Regions from separate parts of the Ovis aries genome. Here region 2 is linked to region 1. Evidence: chromatin contacts called from public Hi-C data. All regions are on one chromosome and are shown on one strand. Each heading gives the region's core, a stretch centred on a gene start, on an enhancer-like site or on the middle of the called end of the contact. The rest is flanking DNA. Distances are from core to core; before and after follow the strand shown.

The links. A called contact is a pair of places that touch in the nucleus more often than the background predicts.
Region 2: a contact with region 1 is called in a Hi-C map of skin fibroblasts, with 2.1 times the contacts expected there. The contact joins two enhancer-like sites. A contact is called at or near these places in 6 of 16 Hi-C or Micro-C datasets (hypothalamus, liver, mesenteric adipose tissue and 3 more).

What each region holds. Positions count from the first base shown.
Region 1 is chr3:127,769,474-127,775,209 of ARS-UI_Ramb_v3.0, forward strand. No RefSeq gene overlaps it. Among named protein-coding and RNA genes, the nearest start is that of TRNAW-CCA, 3.8 kb to the right of the region's middle. Within about 2 kb of position 2,453, at least 4 of the 54 cell types and tissues checked have an H3K27ac peak or open chromatin away from gene starts, as enhancers often do.
Region 2 is chr3:128,936,999-128,942,693 of ARS-UI_Ramb_v3.0, forward strand. No RefSeq gene overlaps it. Among named protein-coding and RNA genes, the nearest start is that of PLEKHG7, 140 kb to the right of the region's middle. Within about 2 kb of position 4,228, at least 16 of the 54 cell types and tissues checked have an H3K27ac peak or open chromatin away from gene starts, as enhancers often do.

The sequences.
Region 1 (5,736 bases), core at 1,203-3,702:
TCAGGTCGGACAAAAGGGAGTGGGGAGTTAGTGTTTGAAACCCTTAAGGATGGTTTATGGTCATCAGCATGGGACATGTATCCTGTAGCAATACAGATTACTTCACATGGAACTGAAATGTACAGGACAAAGTGTTGCTACAGTAACCACTGGAAATGTTACATAACATATAGGAACCCATAAGCCATTTCAAGGTTCTAAACTGGCTTTATTGAGCAGATAATTCAAAGATAGCGTGATGCTCCATAGGCTCCAAGCTGTAGGAAATACACAAGGATGCACGCTTTAACTTCTTGAATAGAAAACCTGTACAGTTTACTAAGCCCAGAACATTGTTGACAAGGAAACACAGATTGCAAACACATTATTTGTGCATTTGTTCTCTTTCCAAGAAACCACAGGTGCAATGCATTTTTGTCTTCAGTATAGCTTTTCTGATAAATGATTACTGAATGAAGCCTTAACCTTTATTCTTGGTGTGACACAAAAGACCTAAATAAATCAAACATCACAGTAAAATGGAATTACACTTTTATTATGTGATTAGGTGTAATCAGAGAGCAATATTTCTTTAAAAGTTACCTGTTTAAAGAAATGCATAGTTTTAAAATATTGCATTTGCTAATTGTTGGTTCCAACTGCGTTTAGGAGCCTAAATAAATCTTTTGCCATAAAACCTGGATGGGAGAAAGGAGGTTTACAGAGAGGCATATCTTCTTCTCCTAACAAATAAAGCAAAAACTAGAGAGGTAATATACCATTTTTGCAGTCACTTTAAAATAGTTTCCTATGGGTGAAGATCAACCTAGAAATTACGTTCCTGAACAACGAAATCCCCAGAGAGCTGTGTATATGTAGGTTTTAGCATTCGGTGTCTAGAAAGTACCGTTCCCTTGCAGTACTTTTGTGAGGTCTATAGTCTTGGTTTTAACAGGCTCAGAGCCTGTTAAAGAAATTCAGCCCCAACTGTGTAGTTACACTACCCAAGAGGGAGTGTCCATCATGTAGTTTCGAGTGGGTGGTTGCAGTGGAAGAGGCTGGCGAGCAGTCTGTGCCTCGTCCCCCTGTGCCTATCAGCTGCTGAGTTGCTCAAGCCCCAGCCCTGACAGCTGTCCCAGTGTCGGGGTGCTCTGTAAGAGGAGAAGAGAAAAGAAGGAAAGCAAAAAATCCTCTCCTGTCTGCCACGGCAACTCTGACGCTGGGGTCAAACGCACAGAGTAAATGCCTTTTCCCTCCTCTTCTTACAGGCCGAAAGTACCCCTCACAGAAAGTAAAGCTGCTTTCTTTCCTCAACGTATTATCAATATGAAGCCTTATATGAACGTCTGCATAAAATGTGCTTTAAAAATGTTATTTCCCTCCCTTGTTTCCCTTCTGTTTTGCACCTCTGCCTTCCATTCTAAGGAGTAACAGATTCTGTGGCTCAGGTTTGTCCCTTCAGAGAGGAGTGTGGTAAGGCAAGAAGCAGAAGGTGGAAAGCCTCTCTGGCTTTGGTTCCCAGGCCTATTCCAATAATTAAGAAGAGACTCTTATTGACGATGGGCCTCAGGGCAGTGAAACCAGAGCCCTGGTCCCTGGAGGAATGTTGGAGAGGCAGGATGACTCCAGAGTTCAACACTAGATACTGGAAGCCCCCAAGAGTAAGGTGGATACAGGGAATGTGACTACACCCTGGGTCCCACCTCTTTAGAGAGCCCCACCGGAGAAGATTAGACAGTGTGTGAGAGACACCAGACCTCACGGGGATCTCTTGGGTAGTAAGAAAAATCAAAATGGACCATGTTACCTAGGATGTGACAATCTCTTCCCTGTTTTCAGGGAAATTTAAGCTTCCCCAGTCTCTGATACTACTTTGAGAAGGCTACAAAAATCCTTGACATTATGTTGGAATTGGGTCTTGGAGTTAAAAGTGGGTTAATTTAAGAAAAATAACACAAAAGTCATTTCTTGCATACCTGAGATTTAAATCATACAGAAACCATACTTCATATCTTCTAACGATATTACTGGTTACTTCATCTGATCTTCAGTGCAGTCCTATAAAGGAGTTAGGTGTTTATCATTTAGCATTAATAAAGCAAGTCATTTTCATTTTTGTGCTATTCTTCAAAACATTCACAAGGATTTTTCATTGTCTTAATCTCTATTTAATAAACATTTCAACAGGTTTACAAACACTAAGTTGAGGGATTTGGTGATCATTCAGGCTCTCTCTTCTATGCCAGAACAAAATTGATATTTGAGGTATTCTTCTCGGTAGTTTTTATTTTCAAGTTCTCCTCTTTTCAGAATTACCTGTAGCACTTATGTTTTATTGTTCATTTTTGGAAACAGAACCACAGGCTCTAGAGGGAGCACTGACTTGGAAGTTAGATTTTGAGATTAATTGTTACATAAGTTCTTAGGATTTAGTCAGTTATAGCTGTCAGGGAGAAACTGGTCATGGTTGGGACACCAGGAGGTGAAGGTTAAAGGATGTAAAAGACAAGAAACCGTGGCTGTGCACTGCCTGGTCGCCAAGACCAAAGCCCTAGCCATTCTGCAGTTAACCAAGTTCCTTCTCTGCAATTAGTAGAATTGCTGCTACAAAATCATGTAAGCAACTCAACAGAGAAGTCCACAATTATGACATTATGGGTAGACAAAGAATCTGGATACTAAGAAGCACAGCTAGAACGGGAAGTGTGTGTGTGTGTGTGTGTGTGTGTGTGTGTCCTCAGTCACTTGGTCATGTTCAACTCTGTGCAACCCCATGGACTGTAAGTAGCCCGCCAGTGTCCTCTGTCCATTGGATTTTCCAGGCAAGAATACTGGAATGGGTTGCCATTTCCTCCTCTAAGAACTGGAAGCAGTAGGTAACGACTCTGAAGTCCAGAGAATCACAGGGGAGGCTACATGGTTAGCAGGATGCATCTTGGTTACCGGTGGATCTGAGCATCCTTTTCTGTGAGGCCCAGAAGCAGCCTGAGAAGCTTCTCAACAGTGCCCCATGAAACCACAGGTAATCCATTGCAAAGTACAATTTTAGGTCTTTATAGAGCAAATAAGTCAGTATATCCTATTGGAGAATGAGAATCATGGTTCTAAAGGGTAGGGTAACTATACATCCCAGATTTCGCAGAATGGTTCTGGTTTATATGTCTTGTTGCAGTGTACTTATTAATGTCATTCCATTCATCCTCAAAAGTGTTCCAGTATGAACTACAAATTATATGGTCCCTCTATTTGGCAAATATCAAAGCATCTAAATCCTACTTCTGACTGATCATGTAATCTTCAGGTTGTGTAAAATCAAATCAGTGAAGAAAGCCGACTCCCTGAGTATTTGATACGATGGAGACAGCAATTGTCTTATGCATACCTATCCTGTCTGTACAGACTCAGAGCCTCAGATTCCCTTCTAAGGGAAAGTAATACCTGTATCCAAAACTAACCTCCAAATATTATTGGAGATGTAACCTGGCAGGCTACAGTCAGTGGGGGTCGTAGGACTTGACTTAGTGACTAAATAACAACAACCTGTCCGTAAGCCCACAGGCCTTCCAGACCAATCTTCAGAATACTTAATCAAGCTCCATTCTTTGGACTCTCTAGTTGTGCTTGCTTTATCCAGTAAAATTTATTTAGCTTTGTGGACTGGATTGCCACTAATTTTAACACATATTTGTCACAATGTGTATCTATCATTCTTATACAGCTAGCTTTGGGTTCTATGCTACCCATTGCTCTGGTCTACCACCAGAATTACTCAAAATTATCTTTTAGAGCACCTGGAAAACCTCTGTTTATTTCCAACATCCTCAGTTCCATCCCAAGTATCCTGGGGTTTTGTCTTTGTTACCTAAAGGTTATGTCTTCTTAAGAAATTTAAAAAATTTTGTAGATTATAAATATCCCAAAATAACTGAGTGAACCCCTTTAAGGGGACTATTCATTATTCTGCCCAAGTTTCATCGACGCACAGTAATTTATAAACCTATCTATACATGTGATATAGTACAGATTGTAGATTTAAAGGTAGTTTTTCTCAACATAAATATTAAAAGTAAATTATAGTCTTTTTTTTGTAGAAGGTTGTTGTTCTTTTTCTTTTTTATAGTGCTCTGATGGTTATGACTGATATGAAAACCTCAAAATATTTTGGGTTTGGTTCAGATAAGCATCTGTGACTTTGAATGTTATTCCAAACTCTTGAGTCCATAAATTAAAAATGCATGAGCAAATGGCTTATGCCAGATTTTTACTCTCAGATATAATCAGCTTCAGCAACAAAGCATGAGAATGACAAGTGCAGTATAAATTGCTCCTGATCCATAGGCAATCTCATGCTTATGAGCAGGTTCTTTCCCAAGAGTTCATGTGTAAGTTGCTTAGAACTCAGAATCAGGTCCCCAATGAAACAGTGCCACAGGGTGGTGAGGCACCTAGCATCAGAGCCTGGCATGGAGTGAGTGCAAAAGCTTCTGATTACCTTCTGCCTTGATCTCTGAGTTGGAGAAGAGTAATAATGTAGTGGATTATTCAACTCTACATATATTACCTCCTTTAGCAACAACTCTTAGATAGGTTTTACTTTCATGCCGAGTTTATGAGAACAAAGAGATCAAGTCACCTACACGTAGACTCAGTTGATAGAGGCAGGATTTAGACCCAAGTATTCTGGCTTCAGGGCTAATATTCTCAACCACTTCTTCCAGAAAGGGTTGGAAGATGGGTAGGGTGGGCAGAAGAAGCTGCTAGACCAAATGTGTAAGTGAGGGGAGAAGACAGTGGGGACAAAGAGTTGAGAACAGCTGGCTGCCTAGGGAAGGGTACTCATTTTTTAACAGGGTAGAAGTTTTCCTTCATTCTTTTTTCCTATCCCTAACTCCTTTTTAATTTTTCTATTCTTCTTCTTCTATTCCTCATTCTTCCTATTCCTAATTCTTTTTTAATTTTTACTATTATTTTCATACTGATGCAAAGAACTGACTCTTGAAAATACCCTGATGTTGGGAAAGACTGAAGGCAGGAGGAGAAGGGAACAACAGAGGATGAGATGGTTGGATGGCATCACTGACTCAAGGAACATGAGTCTGAGTAAACTCTGGGAGTTGGTGATGGACAGGGAGGCCTGGCGTGCTGCAATCCATGGGGTTGCAGAGAGTCAGACACGACTGAGCGACTGGACTGAACTGATCCTTGCTTATTGTCTCCCTCCTTTCATTCTTACACTACTGCAGATTCTATCTACTATTACAGGCAGAGCTGGATTTGGATGGATAAGGCTGACCCCCTGTTTTGGTGTGCCCATGCCTCAGCAGTTTCTGAAGACACCAGATTTTTAGTCTGAAACCAGGAAATTCCCTGGCAAACTAGGACTAGGCTGGTGACAGTGTGTGTATGACAGGAAGAAGACTCTATAGAGAAACAAGGAGGAGCAAAATGAGGACCAAAAAGAATTCCGCAGGAGTGACCATGGGAAATTGCTATGAGCTGAACTTCAAGCAGTTGAGTTTCAAGTTTTAAACTCAAAGTGCATTGGGAACATTAAGCAAAAGTTCTTAAGTAGTATTTAGACATGTTAAATTTGGCTTCAACTTAGGTCACAAGGTTTTGAAAGAGTATAGGGCAGAGTGGGAACCAGCTTTAATCTGATGAAAGCAACTGGAAAAACAACTCTGTTAAAAGTTTCCTTGTCCCTACAGGAAAGAAATATTCAGATTACTCAATGGCATTCTTTTGTTGTTTTTCTTA
Region 2 (5,695 bases), core at 2,978-5,477, 1.2 Mb after region 1:
GAAAATGGTTCCCATTAGGCCTAAGAGAGTTTCTTAAATGTGACCTACATTCAAGCGTAATTATCTTTCTTTCCCAATTGGCAAACATATACTGCATAACCTTGTTATAAAATCCCATAATTAATACAGTTTTGAATGTTAAGAGCCAGATTACCTGACCTAAAATTTAGTAAGGCATATAATAGTTGAAGACAATCAGAAGAGTCTGACTCTACCTTAGCTCTGCCCCTGACGTTTTGAAACAATAGCTTTTCCTTTATGCAACATGACTTATTTTATCAGTGGAGATTATCCAGGAGTTCACTGGGAGGAGAAGCTGGGAATGCAACATCCTTAACAAATATTCAGGAATAGTTTTAAATATTATTTTAAAAGTACAACCAAGAGTAGAACTAAAACATAACACATGAAGCTTTATGAGTGCAGGAATTTATTCTGTAGGCAGATTACATTATTTATTTATGCTGTTGTATTTACTGAGTTTTACTAAGTGGTATCTAAGAGACATAGTATGTCTTCATAGAAAATAAAGGTTTGGATCTAAGTACCAGGCCAGCACTCACCAGATCTTAAGCTTATCACTCAGATCCATTCATCTATAAAATGGGATCGTGGCAATACCTATTCCACAGTGTTGATTTAAAGAACAAATATAATCAGTTGAAATGATTGATACCTCAAAAGATTAAACAAATGTTCAACTTGTTATTCTACCTTCATATATTAAGAAAATAGCCAGGGAAATGACACATGCCAGAAGATCTCTTAAATATGTCCATTGAAAACACATTTTTACAAATGACATGGGCTATAAATGAATACTGAATATGCATCTAGAAGTTTCAGACCATAAAATAACACATTCAAAAATTAACATGGACTTCCAGATAAAGATGACAGAGTGTGCACATGTATTTATGTTCTTTTCCATCCAGAAGCCCATTAAAATGTCAGTGAAGAATGCAAGTAGGTATAAACTCATGAGGTAAGAATAAATAGTGGTCTTTAGCTGACAGAGGACTTAAATTTTTGGAAGATGACAAGTAGATGGAGATATGCTAACAGATGAAAGGCATATATATATAAATATATATATATAAAGAAGTGAGCTTAGAGTAAAATAAAAGAGGAGTAGGTGGTGTAGGAAGAGAGATGGAGATAAACTGCCCAGAAGAACCACTGAGATGCTCAGAATTCTGAAAATTCAGACACACTAGGGGTTGGAATGACACATACGACTGAAATATGGGGAAAACAGATTAAAATTGTATTTATGACACAGCTGATTTCATTACTATGTAAATCAGAAACCCAGGCATGGTGTTTGCCTTACTCTGAAATGTGAACAGAAAACCAAAAACTCCCATACATCTAAATAAATCCCTAATGTGAGATATGCTCACCAAAAAAAAAAAACCCAACCAAACAGGAAATACTGATTCCAAAATGAAAAGAGATAATGTGAAGAACAGAAATTGTTATAGACACACTAACATCCTTAGAAAGATTGAAGAATACATTGCATCCATAAGACAAGAACAATATACTATGAAAAAAGAACAAACAGATTAAGAAGGAAACTTGATTTAAAGAATATGATTGTCAAAGGAAAAAGAAATTTTAGAATACAGGATTGAGAAATTCTCCCAGAAAACAAAATTTTTAAAGGCAAAAGGATTGAATCAGGAGAACTAATAGGCAATTAACAGGAGTTATGGAAAGTAAGTAGCAAAAATGGAAGGGAGAAAAAATGGAAGGGATTAATATAGGAGCATTTTGGATAGCAGAAAGACTAAAATTTCAGATTGGAACTGCCCACCAGTAACTGTTAAAAAAGCCTCTGTTGATAACTTTTCCTGAAAGAAAAAAAGCAGAAAGAAAAAGCAGATCATCAAAGAATCAGAATCAAGCGGGCACAAAACTTCACATCAGCAATACAGATGACCAAGAAAAAGAGACACTGCCTTTAAAATTCTGCGTAATTTCATATTTTCTGTATCTCATTAAATTATTACTCAAGTGTGAACTTAGATCTCACTTGCAGGTGCTGATTTTCATATATTCAAAGAATCAAAAAAGTTGCATCTCACATATCCTTTCTTAGGGAATTTTGGTCAGTATGTACTGCATCAGAAAGAAGTCCATGAAGAAAGCAAAAGACTCACATTCCAGAAATGATGAAACAAAGAAAAATAACACCAGGATGATTCCCGTTAGCCAGCCTACATAACAAGTACTGATTAAGGGTAGCAAGATGAAGAGCTTCAAAAGAAAGTAGTTTCTGGAGAAACTTAACAGAATCCCCGAATGGACCCCCCACCCAAAAAAAGCAAACACAAGAAAGGCAAATACCACAGAAAAAAAGAAAAAGACAATTAGAAACTCCAGAAAAATTAAAAATTGTGTAAGAAGTATAATAATAATATACTATGTGATACTGTAATAAACAAGCTTGAGTCTCAATATAAGCACGACTTACCGGCTTACAATTTTAGAATCAACCTATAGACAAAGATGGTAGAATGATGATGAAAGGCAAACGTTTAACAGTCTTGATATTGTAGAGGTACAGATTACAAGAGGTACAGATTGGGAGGGAGAAGTGGGAGAGAAGAACTGAAAAGACAGGGACACAAAATACACTGTCTCTTGTTAAAAGAATAAGCGTCTCACTTAAAGTTGCAAAAGGAGTAAGTATTGTGTCTAGAAGCGCATAGGTAACCAATAAAGATCTAAAGTCGAGATATGCGTAAACTAGGTATTGAATGACTTAATCAAGTTACATTCTCATGAATCAGCACAGAAAGACAATACATAATACCCGAAACTAATAACCCAAGATTTAGCAGTATACGGATATTGCTTAAAGATATGGAGGTAAATAACCAAAAGAACCCGTTATAAAAGGTAAAAGTTGCATCTGAGAAAAGACTGAAAACAAGAAAGAGTAGGCAGAGAACTACTGCTTTTTAGTGCAAGGGTTTTTATCTTTTTTGTTGTTGTTATCATGTGTGGTTTTTGTTTCAATAAAAATGTTTAAATTATTAATGTAAAAATACAAACATAGAAATTTTACTAAGAAATGTGTGATCCACTACTATACAAAAGTTGATCAAAGTTCTGTGAATATTAAGGGATAAAGTCTTCTACAATATTTTTAATTATATTTAATGCTGAGCTTGATTTTAGAGTGGGAAGATGATCACTTTATTTTAATAAATAGGCGCTAACCCACCCTCAAGTGTTCCGAACTCAGCAAGATGTCAAGTATCTTCAAATATCCCCTCCATTTGGAGACATCTGTGCTCATTGATTTACAATGCGCACAGGCTGCCTGATTATTTTATTATGTCATTTGCTACTGCAGGAATTATTCATTATCATTCACCAGTAAGCTGAGAACACATGGGGCTGATATCTTGATTCAGAACCCTAAACCTAAAAGGGATATAAGTACTTGGTAAATTTAGAAGGAGATTCTACTCTGTAACTATGAACCTTCTTCATCTACCTTTCATAGACATTTACCACCAGGAACCACAGGTCCATTTTGCATATGTCCTTTGTGAGCAGCAGAGAACAAAGGTAATTTCCTGCAAAACGATGCTGCAACATGATCGTTGCTGTCTATTATCGTGCCAGAACTTGCCTATTGAATATTGTCCCTGACTATTATTCAGAAATTGTTTCTTTGGATGGGTAAGACAAAGATGGGAAGTCCACTTAAACGCTCAAACAGTACCCTCTGCTGGTTGAGTCTGAGCTGAAGATTTGACTTGTAACAGGGCTTAGTCACACTGACAACATGGGGAAAGAATGGATGTCAAGGCAAACACCAAAATCAACTAATTTTAGTTACAAATAAGGAAACTGACATTGAGGCATCATATCACATGTATGATGCATATGTACTTTATTAAATCCTTTGCTCTTGCAAAAAATTATTAATGAGGGATGTTGGGTATTACATTCAAATTCTCTGCTTTACAAAATGATTCATCACAAGTTCCCTCAGTGAGTTTCTCTAGTGTTCTGAATGTGTGGTGTGATTTACACTCTGACTGTGGGAATGTGTTAATTGTATAAAGTAAAGTGGTTTCTTGTATCACAGCCCAGGACTCTTAAACCATACCAGAGATGTCTGCATTACTTGACATGTTTATAAATGTTTAAGAAAAGTTCAGAATTAATTTGTGCTGTCTGGCTAAGGAGCAGTGGTTTGGAGATGCCAAGTTAAATTTATCTGACCAAGGAAGGAACGAGTAACATATATTTCTGGGACAAGGGCTATCTTATGATCTATCATGCTTAATAAATTGAGTAGCAATTAAAAACAGGTACTGTCCTACATTTAGAAATGTAGACCAGCATTTTTTATATCTGTGACTAAAAATCAATTTATATTCAGCTCTCCATGCCTATTATGGTGGGGAGTTCACAGTGTCTAAGGCATGTCTTAGTCTCACTAAGCATTTGCAGTTGAGGAGAAAGTCGACATATTTTAGGCCATTAACGTGGTACGTACTACTAGCCTTTATTCTGTTTCCACCAAAATAGGAGTGGAAGGGGGACTTAAGTGCCCACATTTACCAAGAAATACGGTACATGCTGAGTTTGAGGGAAAGCACATGGTTCTCTTGGTCTAACTTTCATTTATTATTGAGACAGGGATACAAAGAAAGAATTCTCCAGTATAAGAACTGCAACAGTGCAAATATGATGACAGATGGTAACTGAAGCTTGCTTCAGCATTGGGGAGACAAGAATGAGCAGAAGAGACTGGTGAAATGGACAGTGTACGCCCCACCTAAACTGGTCACACACTCAGCGCTTGTCACTGGTGCCATGAAGCCCTGAGGGCCGAGGGTTGTCAGACCTTATGCTTTTCTGAAAGGAGCTTGAAGTCAGAATATTTATGCAACATTTCCTCTTGAAGGCTTAAAATTTTCCAGAAGAGTCTGTGAGCCAAAACAAACATCTATAACCTAAATTTATCCCCCAGGCCAGCAGCGTCTACTGACCACAGACTAAAAGTTCTTTCCTTCTGTTTCAGGCCTTTGCACATGCCCTTCATTCTGCCAGGAATTTTCTTCTCCCAGGTCCCTCCCCTTCCTCCCAGTTAACTACAGTCATCCTCCTGGTATTTACTCAGTCACCATTGCTTCCAAACAGATTTTCCTGATCTGATAAATTAGGTTAGGTCCCCTTGTGATGTACTCATCCATCTTTCTATGCCTTTCCGTCATAGCACACAGCATAGTTTGTTCTTAGACGCTCGTTTGTGTAATTACTTGATTTTTTTTCCTCCCTCACCATGATGGCAGAGGCCATGCCTCTTTTGTTTAGGAGTCTATTGCTCATCCTAAAATAAGCAGTGGTAAGTAGTTGCTGAATAAACAGGTAATGACTTTAAAGTAATTCTTCATAAGTGTACTTGGAACCACTCATCTACAGTTAACACCACATGATCCCTTAGATTCCAGCTTTGGAGACACAAAGGTATGGATCTGAACCTCCAAGGAGTTCATTGGTTGTCTGTGTCATGTAGTTGGTGAAGCTCTGTGAGTCTGTTTCTCATTTATAAAGTAGAACCTCCCAGGTTTGTGCAGAGGACTAAAGATGGATAATGCATTCATTATACAGTACAAACACATAGTCTTCAAAAGATGTTAATTATTATTATTACCACTAATAC